Regions from separate parts of the Drosophila melanogaster genome. Here region 2 is linked to region 1. A link is a contact called in public Hi-C data. All regions are on one chromosome and are shown on one strand. The core of a region is the stretch at or near the end of the contact, and the rest is flanking DNA. Distances in the headings are between cores, read along the strand shown. Region 1 holds the start of Oatp74D (Organic anion transporting polypeptide 74D). Region 2 overlaps Eip74EF (Ecdysone-induced protein 74EF).

Region 1 (5,692 bases), core at 2,360-4,859:
ATTTATGGGCTTTTTGTTTGTTTGCACTAAATATTCTTAGAAAAAATATGGTTACCCGCATAAATCAGAAATAATTACTTGAAAATACCCTCATTTGATAGTATATAATAAAAATAAAAACCGTAGAATCTGAAATTCTTGAAGTCTTGCATTTTATCGAAGATTTCAAATGAAAACTGCTGTTTTTGGCACAGTTTTTCCACCCTCTATTGTATCCTTGCCTCGATTAAGCACTTGCGCATAAATCTGCAGAGGAATCGCCAAAAAGCTGTAGCTTTAGACAAGAATCAAAACATATGAAATATGCAACAGGCCAGACACTTCGGTCGGAAATTTGCTTTGCAAATTCTGCTGGTTTTTGGCGACAAATTTCAATTTAACAATCGAGCACAGACATCCGTTCTGGGTGCAAATCGCAGATATATCTATATCGCAAGATACTGGGAGATACAAACGCGCACCAAGTCGGATGAAAGAACCCTATGCAACATAACTCAGCAAAGCAAACTCAGATTTCCGACAAGGGAACCCCCCAGCTCCTACTCGCTTCCAAAAATTTCTGACTTCGACTCTGAGTTATTAAAGAAACGCCATCGAGTGGGGGAAACAAACACAAAGTTTGTTATGTTGCGCAGGCGCAGCCCAGCAACGCCCTCAAATTCAGGGACTCAACATCGGTGGATCCATATGGGGATGCATATGGGGGAGAATCAGAAGGAGGCATCCGCACAATGTTATTGACCCGTCCCAACGGATCCGTTAGCCATCCTCCGCCCGAATGCCCCGCCCCGCCGCAAAAATTCTTATTAAGATCAATCAGCTAAATGTCGGTTTTATGCTTAATGCTCATGATTCACACGGGCAGAAGAGTCCAGGAATCGAAACTCCATGTGGCAGGAATTCGACTTTCAGCCCCTTAAAACACACCCACTGGTACTCTAATATGATGGTTGGAACTTTCAATTGCAAATTCACTATTTAAGAAATAATTAACAAATTATTGGCTAGACTATAAAAAGCATCTATTCACATTCATTTCGAATTTATTTCTAACTCTTTTAAACATACGTATTATCTTTAAATATTTACATTTCTTATAGCTTAAGAAATCTTGTTGTACTTATTCTGTTAGTTACTATTACCTACTAATTAATTCATATTTAAAGATTAATCTTTATGGTTAGTCTGACAAAAATCAAATGCATATTAAAATAGTATCCGAATAAAGATACTTTCAAGATAATTCTCATTTTCCACTTATCCCAAATGCTAAATTCAAATCTCACGTGTCAGCTAAGTTACCCTTCGCATCGATTCCAACTCCAAAAAAGCATGTCCCAACAACTTGTGTGCGAATATAAATAAAAATGTGCATTTTTGGCAGCCTTTACAAAGTTGTCGGCACGTTTTAATGCTGAGAATTTGAGCAGCTTTTTGCCTTCTTTTCATACTTTTTTGGTTACTTAATTAGTCATGGCAGGCACACTCGGGGAATGGGGCGACTCGGAGTGGCAGAGGCAAGTACCCTTATAACGAATGCAAACTGTATTCGATCGAGGAGTAGAATCGAGTGACTCCGTTCAGATCTTATACAATAGTTTTCCCACCCCCCGCATTTGCTTATCACCACTGACACACATTATAGGCCAGCTCCGACTTTTGATCCGTTCTATTCGCTTCAAACTCATCCAATTCATAAGCGTGCTTCCTGCTTTCAGTCAAGATTAAATAAGAACATTTCCCCATCCAATTCCCCTTTCAGTAGTAAAATATCAAGCTCATTAAAAATTAACAACAATTAGGGAAATCGCTTAAAGAAATAAGAATTAGTAAAAGTAATTGTATGGCAAGCTTTTGCTTTTTCTACTTTTTATTTTATTAGCAATAAAAATACCTAATATTTATAGGAATATATGTAATATACAAGTTCGTCATAAGGAAGCCCCACTGCACATACATACCACACCACATTGTGTGCAACACATATAAATGTGAATGTTTATTCCATCTGACAACGGTTAGCGATAAGCCCAGCGATGTAGTCAATACAACAAACAATAAGGAACACTTTTGGAGTTTCGTTGTCGACTTTGTCATTATTTGCTTGCCGTTTGTTTACAAGCTGAAACATTGACACACACACATCAGCTGCATCAGCTGCTCGTGCCCCATCCCACCCACCAACAAGCCCACTCAGAATGCGTAACCCCCTTCAATGTGGAAGCTCCAACACCCATGGGTTCATCTGCGGGTTATCAGCAGCGGATTGCAACTAGAATTGGTTACAAAAAAAGCGAGCCACCGAAAAGGGAAAACAACATTCATCCGGCGGCGGCGAGAAAAGCAACCGCAAAAGTTCAATGCACATTTCGAGGTGAATTTGTTTTTGAGCTCTCGCTCGTCTCGGCCTGCAATTAATTACACAAATCGAACGAGCGTGTTTAACTTGTTTTCGCGTCTAACATGTCACGTAATTAGCCGTCTAGCTGCGAATCGAGCCGATATCGATGGGAGTTTGCCAAAAGAGTAGCCAATAGATACGGCTGCGCCATCGCCTGCGTTGCACTCAATTTGCTTGATTATTGCGCACAGACTTTGCATGAGTACGCGTATCTGACAGTTTGCCTATCTATCTGGCCGCTTGGCAGACGACCTTGCGCCGAATATGCAATTGATACGTACTTTGCACATATGAATATTAATAGGCGACCAGAGAGTTACTCGAGGAATTTCGCAAACTGAATTCCATTAGCCTCCAAGACTGTAGACTATATTGTAAAGTCAGTTGCACCGACAGACAGCAGATGCATAACCTAAGAGATAACCCTTAATCGCAAAAATCACTTGGTAAACACACAAAGCAACTTATAGAAACTATTTAGCACGTTTTGCAAAAAGTATTCCTTTTTAGTACTTCGCTGGAACTAACTAAAATGTAACGAGCATTAATGTAACGAACATTAAACCACCAAAATTCCTCATCATAAACACTTTTCTTTGAAATGCAAAACTTTCAGGCTTTAAGCTGTTCCTCATGCCTTAGTGAAAATAATGTATAGCTCATAATAAGAAATTAATCAATCGAATCATAGACTTAGAATATCCATCACTTCTCTTCACTTTTTTATATTACCCACCCCACCCAGACGAAAAATCTTGGTTGAGTCATTTGCAGAAAATGTATTTTATTGTACATATGCAACAATAAATATTGTGTACTACATGTGATTCGTAAGTTAAAAAACACTAAGCCAAGCTAAGAGAAAGTCAAACTTGTCGAATTTCAATCAAAATAAAGGTCTTTCTATGAAAGAATTGGTACTTCTATCAAAACCACTTCAATTATTCCCTTATAAACGTAATGTATTCTAATATTCCGGTATGCTGAAAGTTTAACCCAGGTCGATCTGTCTGATCTCCAAAATCCCCTTTCCAATTTGATAAAAGAGCGCACGCCACTGATAACAAACAGAGAGAGCAGCCGAACTAACAGAGCCCTAACAGCGTGGGGGCCTAACAGAGCCCCAACAGCTCCAAACAGCTGCGCTGCCGACGTCGACGTCGGCGCAGGCGAAAAGTTTTGGCTGTTTTCAGTTCGCCAGACCGTTTTGCGTATTCGTATTCGAATTGTTACCGTGTGCGGACTGTGCCGACGGGCAGCGGAACTCAGGCGGTGCAACTGTATGTGTGCGGTGCGTGAGAGTGTGTGTGTGTGAGTGCGAGTGGGGGGCGAGAGAGATAATATGTACATTCGGTGTATATATACACATGTGTATACGTATTATTTCTATACGCCGCGATCAGACAACAACAACAACACCAACAACAATGTGGGTCGTGCATATTGAACATATGCAAATAAAACAAAAACAGATAAATGCCAAAAATCTACTACACTTTTATAACCAAAACACACAGAGCGCGCAGAGAGAGCGGCAATAACGATAACAGCGGAGACAGACCACCCCCACAGCGAAGAGAGAGCGTAAGAGAGTGACGGTTAGAAGTATCTTTGAGATACACTAACACAAAGAGAACGCGTATCTGTATCTGCATCTGTAAATGTATCTTCTGGTCTGTGTTTTTCGACTCCTCGTATAAATTGAGCCGCACTTTGGTTATTCTCGAGTTTTTGCTGCTCAGACGTCGCTGTAAGTGCACGCGTCGCTCGACTTTTCGGTTCCGCTCCGCTCCGAATCGGTTTCGTTTTCGGTTCCCAATACCTCCAATATTCCCTGAAAGATACCTGTGTCCAAGAACCCAGTTGAATCCACACATTTTCGTCGTGCAAGTCACAGAAAAAAATTATTAAATTTCTAAACGCTCAATACAAATATTTTCGCACACTATAAAAATATTAAAAAAAAAAAAACTGGTTGACAAATTTGTCTGATCAAAAACCTAAAGAAACTTGTACGAAAACGAATAAAACTAATAACATATTAAATAATCTCGTTTTTGAAGTTCATTAAAACCACACTTAATCAATAAATACATCATTGTTAAGATCCTCAGACCATTTTAACAAAAAATTAAAGTGCCAATTCCATTTTCAGTGAGTGCTTGATAAATTTGTTGTATTGAAACCCAACCGCAAATACAATTTTCAATTGGCTGAGTGCGTGTCTTCAACGCACAAACATACGAATATAGCATTTAATATTGTTCATTATGTGTGCAATTAAATAAAAAAAATTGTGTGTGAAATAACAGAAAAACGAGTGCGGCGAACAGAGGCAGCAACAAATTAAACGCGTAAATTGCGTAGCAAATTCTGAATGAAAAAATTCAACAAAACCAGAAAGCGAAACAGGAGCGATAAGCGTAAGTACAGCTTTAATAAATAAATTGTATATGTTCATAAAATGACAACTTTTTGTGACAACTTAAGAACTTAGAGTTGGATGGCAATTTAGGTTTGTCAATAATAGAGTATAAGAGTATAAGAGCTTTGCTTAAGTGAATATTACTTAGAACCCCAATTAACAATTACTTCAACTTGCATATATATAGAATTTGTTTATTTGAAAATGTGTATTTCCCAAAAACAATTTTTGTATAATGCATTTAAGTCTTGTGGCGAAATAAAATTTCAAAGAGAACGATCAGTGCCAAACAAACATGCAGAACCAGAAATAAGCTCAAAATTCATGGAATAACCTGATTTGGTTTCTTTTCATTTAATTGGGCTAAAGAAATTTCCCTTTTCAATGCTTGCCCACAAGAGAAATGGAAAGAACGAAGCATTCTCTGATTGATGTGGGGAAAACAAAAACAGAAACCCCGAAAAGATATTTCGAAACAAAATAGAGAGGGGCAGACGATGTCTAAGCATTTATCTTTTGGTTCTTCGACGCGGTTCTTGTTATTTTTCTGTTTTCGAAGGGGGGGACTATTCGGGCGCCAGAGAAAGTGAAACATGTAATTTTTTGTTGGAAGGCCTACAAAAATCATACGCCGTATTGAGTGAAATCGTAATGGGCTAAGAAATTTCTTAAATACGAAGGTTAAAAGGGGGCAGAGCAATCAGAAAGCGCACAATACACACTCGGAAATAATGATAAGACGCGCGACGGAGAAGAGACCGGCCAAAGAATACGAAACACACTCCATTTCTCTGTCTTTTCTGCCTGCTTTACTCGGTTCCCGGGTAATTACATACATGCCGTAAAACCAAAATAAATACGCACAG
Region 2 (5,597 bases), core at 813-3,312, 83 kb after region 1:
TAGCCAGTGGTAATAGAGTCTACAAAACATTGCAATGCTGCGCCAAATGTGCGCTGACCTCTAAAAATGCGGTCTAATAAAACCAGCAGAAACTAACCAACCGACAAAACACACAGAAATACAAGAGAAAAAAATTAAATATATTACGAGAAAACAAAGCAAAATTGGCAAACAACATAAAAAAATAATAATAATAAAAAACAACACACACACAGAGAGACATGTCAAAGAAATTAACGGTAAAGTCATGTGCATGTGAGCTGGTGGGTTTTTGCTATTTTTCTTTGTTGAATTCGAATTTGGACTTGAACCGAACTGGCTCGTTGATATGTGCGCGGCATTTTGGGACAGTTACATCACAATTCCGGCGGATAGCGCAGCATTTGCCGCAATAGTAGGTCAATGTAGGTACGAGCCATCGCTGCCTGCTTGTTACCTCTAAATGATTAGTTCGCCTTATAGAGCCGATATGCTTTTTGTTTTTTATACTCAGTTTGGCTGGGTTTGTTTTCGGCTGTGCGGTGGATAAGGCGTCATCCGTGGTGCTTGAGTTTTGTTTACAATTTTTCATAGCATTTCCGAAAGCCGTAGAAGCTGCCCGCCTGTCTGTCCGACCCACAACAGCAATAACAATTGCACACCAGCACCATCAGCAGCAGCAGCAGCAGCAACAACAATTTGTAATTGTTTATGGCATTTTGGTTATTGGCCTATTTTTGATGTGCCCAACAACCGACATTTGTGAGCTTGTGAGTTGTGGGCGGTTTTGTAAGAAACGGAAAGTGATTTCTGTGTGGGCCCAGCTGAAGGGGGATTTACCTATTGAGCTCAGCCTTTATCACCTATCCAGTATTTTCATCTGACATTAATCAGTGGAAAGTAGGCAAATGAAACTGTATACTTGGGAGTTGTTGGCTGAAATTATTGCTTTGGTTTTGGCCGATCGAATTACGGGGGAAACGAGCTGAAGGCATATTATGGCCAAATGAAAGTTCACTTTTTAACTATTTTCGATAAATATCTATCTTTAACTTTCTGTGTTCAGTTAAGGCGTTAAAGATTTCTAGATACCGAAATCAATTTGCAAATCTTCCTAGTACATTTAATCATGCATTTTTATGTTGTTTACATTAAATGTGCGCCCTTCCTTTAATAATCAATCATAAAACTAGCCTTGCCCCAATTGTTAGCCCGCAAAAAACATATTCAAATTCTATTTAGCAAAACAAAAAACCATTAAAAAATACCAGTGACGGATGCCAGGCGAATTCCCCGAATAGCTGAAGCCAAAAACGACAGCCACTAGAAATTGCTTTGTATCGATAATTTCACTTGTGCGGCGCAATAATGCGCCAAACCGGAATCAAAATGTTCCCCAACTGGGATATATGTATTTATTTCTTTATTTATTTTCAATAATAATAATAATACAATTTATGGCAGTGCAAAAAGCGAAAAAAGCAAACAGAATTATGGGTGTGGAAGAAAGCAAAATTCAAGTTAATTCGAATGCAGCAGCGACAGACGAAAGTAAAATGCACAAAGAGTCGAAAGCAAAATCAACAGGAACGGGCGACAACAACGCAAAAGTTCTATATTTAAATATTATAATTTATGTGTTTGTTTGGCAATTGTAGTATTTGTTGTTGGTGTGAATGTCTCTTCCCCAATTTTTTATGTGTACGTACTACAAATATATTTTTTTTGGGTTCCGTCTGCCTCGCTTTTGCACGATCCCCATTATTCCCAGTCCCATTCCCGTTCCCGTTCCCATTCCCATTCCCATTCCCCTTTTTTCTCTTCCTCTCTCTCTCTTTCTTGGCGGCTCTCTGCTGCTCTCTAAATTCCTGTTCTGCCGCCTTATTTTGGCTTTTATGCCGCTGCCAACTTCGCTGCTTTCACGACTGCCTGTGTATTGGTGGCCAGAATAAAAGCCAGTTGTTGTTCTCTCGCTTCTTCGGTGCGCGCGTATGTGTGTGTGTGCGCTTTTTGGAAATTCAGTCTCAAGTTCAAGGTCTCGCGGATAACGCACACCAGCAAAGACACACTGCTCACACGGACACGGGATTCTCATTGTTTACGCACACAGGCGCAGGCAGCGAGACATATGCATATCAGGCAATTTCTCATTGTCGTACGAAAATGTGTGTTTATTAGGGCTACATATGCAGTTAATACAAGTCCACACACAAACGCACATTATTCGTATTTATATAGACAACAGAAATTCTTCTTCAATATTTCCGCATTAAGAAATGATACGCGACTCGGTTGCGATCTGTGTGATTTTCTGTTTTTCTGTTTTTGCTGCGCTCGTTTGTTTTTTGCATTTTTTATGACCGCTATTTCTCTATACTCGAAAATTTCTCGTATCGCACAAAAGGAAATATAATGTAATTCTATATATACTTTCCGATGATTTGTTTTTATTTCGGCTGAATCTTTCGTTTTAATTTGTCATTAAGTACTTTTACTTGTTTTATGGTGTGGTATAATATGCATATAGATTGACGCATTTGCCCCTCGACAAGATGGTTTTATATGCCTTTCTAATTTGTTGCGATTGCCTAAATGAGATTTTGTAATGCGTTTTATTTTATGCACTGGGTTATGTTTTAAGAGATACGTTAATGATATGTCGCATTCTGAGCAGGCAATTACTCTTTTAATTTTATAAACAAATGTGTCGGTTTGAAACATTTTTTAATTTGCATAATTTAGTATCAACGATTTCGTTTAATATTTGTATTTTATAAAGTATATCTAATTTATGAAAAATGGCTCCTGCTTGGCTATATTATATTTTTGACTTCAAGTTTTTTTTTTCTCGTTTACCAGTCGAATATTGTCTAAATTCTCGTAGCTTCTGTTTATATTAACACTTTCTATGCGTGAAAAAATAAACATTTTTGGTCACGCGCCAACCTTTCTGGGGGGTTACAAGTGCTAATTGGTAGTGAATACTATAATTCTGCTCCGATATTGTCAAGATAATTGTTTTGTGTTTAAATTGCTAATCAGGAAGTTTACAACTATAATTTTATAAAAGAAAAAGCGCTGTCATGATTAAACCTCAAAATGTAATTTATTCGAAAAGAGTGGCATGTATATCAATAGACTTTTAAATTTAAGTATAAGTTTCCTCATTGTAAAAGCAAAATATATTTAAATGCGGAATGGTGTGGGCTTTCGTTGCATTTTGCAGCTGGTTTACCAAGAATCCGAGACCGCAGCCCCAAAAACGGAAATTTCGGCTAGCGCAGCAAGTTCTAGGTAGCCGCATTACGTATACGACTCGTTGTCGCGAATTTCCCAGCAACAAGTCTTGGGCCTTGACCCGACCTATTGGACTCGGCTGTGGCTATCAAGTGACCATATGGCCACACCACATCAGCTGCACTGCGAACGGGAGATATTTGCTGAATTCGGATTTTCTGCATTTGCTAATCCGATTTTGTAATTGAGTTACGTTGCCCGACTAGTGACATAATCCCTGCGACTAGGAATCGGGGACTCGGCGTCTCTCCTTGGCTACCGATAAGGAGATAAGTTGCGAGTGAGCAGAACCTCCATTGGCCAATTATGCGGAGAGCAAAAGCGATTACAAAATCTAAACCGGAGAAAGATACTTGTGTAAGTATCGCATAGGCCTACTTCATATATGGGGCATTGGCTTACATAATTCTAATGCGAAAAAATCGCCACCGCCGTATTTGGGTTAAAAGGCAGAAAAAAGAGAAAAAATGGAAAATCATTTGCTAATTTCTTGCCACGAAACGAGAAATTTAAGTTTTTCCGCGCACGCTCTGTGTGTGTGTGTGTGTGTGTGTGCGATGGCATGTAAGTGTGTGCGTGCGCGCAGTTGTTGCCAATCTATTCCCAACCTACCTCAAAATGTTTTGCGTTAGGCCTGAAAAAAAAGCAACAGAGCGCTGAGTTGGGTGGCGGGCGGTGGGCGGCATTCGGAGGGGGCGCTCTTTTTCACTATTTCCCACAGCGCACTTACACAAGCACGCGAACACACACACACACACACAGAGACGCCGAGTGAGCAAACACAGACGCTCCAAGCTGGTTTGTCATGTAAAGAAACGCCGCGGAAAAGGGGCAGTGGCAGCGGTAAAGAGAGGACACCGCTCTCCGCCGCATGTCGCAATTGAAAGTTGCCTCCGCTGCCTCAATGTGTGGGTGGTTCAATATTGCTGCCGTCGAAAGGTTGAAGGTAAGACCAGAAACCAAAACAAAGCCCCACAAAATGAAGTCATGAGGAAAGCACACAAACAGCCACAAAAAAAGAAAAAAAAAAAAGCAGAAAAAGGTTAAAACCCATATAAATAAAAGATGAAAATGCTCGTCGTGTCGCAAGCGGAAAATATATATCATCTAGGAATTTGTGTGCGAAAAATAAATAATAAAACTCCGAAACGAAGGAAAAGGAAGCCGAGAGATTTACTGACTGACGGGAATGTTTCGACAGAAGTTGCAAGTTTTTGGAGCGAGGCGGTCAAGTGGGGTTCCAGTTGAAGATTTTGCGTACTACCAATCATTTTAAGCCGAGCAATTCGTGGGAAATCGAGTTAAATATCTTTGTATCCATATTAAAGGGTTAGTTCCAATGTGTTCTAAGAAAAGCTGAACTTTCCATTATAACATCATGTAATTACCTAAATTTGTATATTCCATTATTAATACTTTTCATTTCTTTATAAATATTTATAAATTTATGCTGTTGAAAGTTTTAACTAGATACTTATTAAACGACACCTGCTCACAAAAAATATATCTTTTTTTTATGGCTTCCCATCTGGCTGGGAAAAGTAGTTGCCCCTTTCAATTTTACCTTAATCAAATATTATTTTAGATAATATTTGCATTGGATGTACTGCTAATAACATGTAAATTTGCTTAACCATCTTAATTGATTAGAACTCGAATTGTTTTATACATATACTAAGAACATTTACTACTACATTTAATGTGTATATTACATATTCTCCACTTGATTAGGATTGGGAATTCTACTTTCGTTTTTTGCCATGTGCAAGAAGAACATTAGTTTTACTTGCACATTTTTCCCCAATCCCCATTCCCACACTGCATAAATCTGTTGGCGACGACCACTTTGGCCAGATGTGAGATGCGAGAGAGAAGCATTTCCGCCAGCCACTTGGCCAAGAACTGCAATTGGCAGGCAGCGTTTTGTGGCGGTTTAGTGTGTATCCAAAGCCCAGGGCTCCAGTCAAGCCAAAGCCAGAGCCAAAATCAAAGCGAAAACCCAAACTAAAGTGGGGTAAACTTTGGCAAAAGTGAAGGCAGCAACAGCAGCAGCAGCCCGGGAGTCGTTTTGCTGACGACGACGCCCCGTGTAAAAGTCAAATAGAGGAAACAAGTTGTTGGCTAGGGTTACCAGATATATGTATATATATGCGCACATATATAGGTGGGTATGTAACAAGTGCAAGACACACACAAACACAGGGATACAGATACTGCTAGAGATAGAGATACAGAAGACCAAGTCGGAGACTCCAGCTCATTTAGCAGTTGCCAGTCGCGAGTTGGCGAGTTGCTGTGGCAGTTTTAGAGCAAGTGACTGG

The links. A called contact is a pair of places that touch in the nucleus more often than the background predicts.
Region 2: a contact with region 1 is called in a Hi-C map of the Kc167 cell line, with 4 times the contacts expected there. A contact is called at or near these places in 14 of 107 Hi-C or Micro-C datasets (the Kc167 cell line, the OSC cell line, the S2 cell line and 6 more) and 3 of 7 datasets of targeted methods (the Kc167 cell line and the S2 cell line).

Annotation. Positions count from the first base shown.
Region 1 is chr3L:17,483,509-17,489,200 of dm6, forward strand. It overlaps Oatp74D (Organic anion transporting polypeptide 74D), which reads left to right and starts at 3,610. Exons shown (of 9, transcript NM_140732.3): 1 at 3,610-3,681; 2 at 4,557-4,824. It overlaps CG6333, which reads right to left and starts at 2,722. Exons shown (of 3, transcript NM_001169988.1): 1 at 2,683-2,722.
Region 2 is chr3L:17,568,304-17,573,900 of dm6, forward strand. The region is part of intron 5 of Eip74EF (Ecdysone-induced protein 74EF); the gene reads right to left. Among named protein-coding and RNA genes, the nearest start is that of CycT, 13 kb to the left of the region's middle.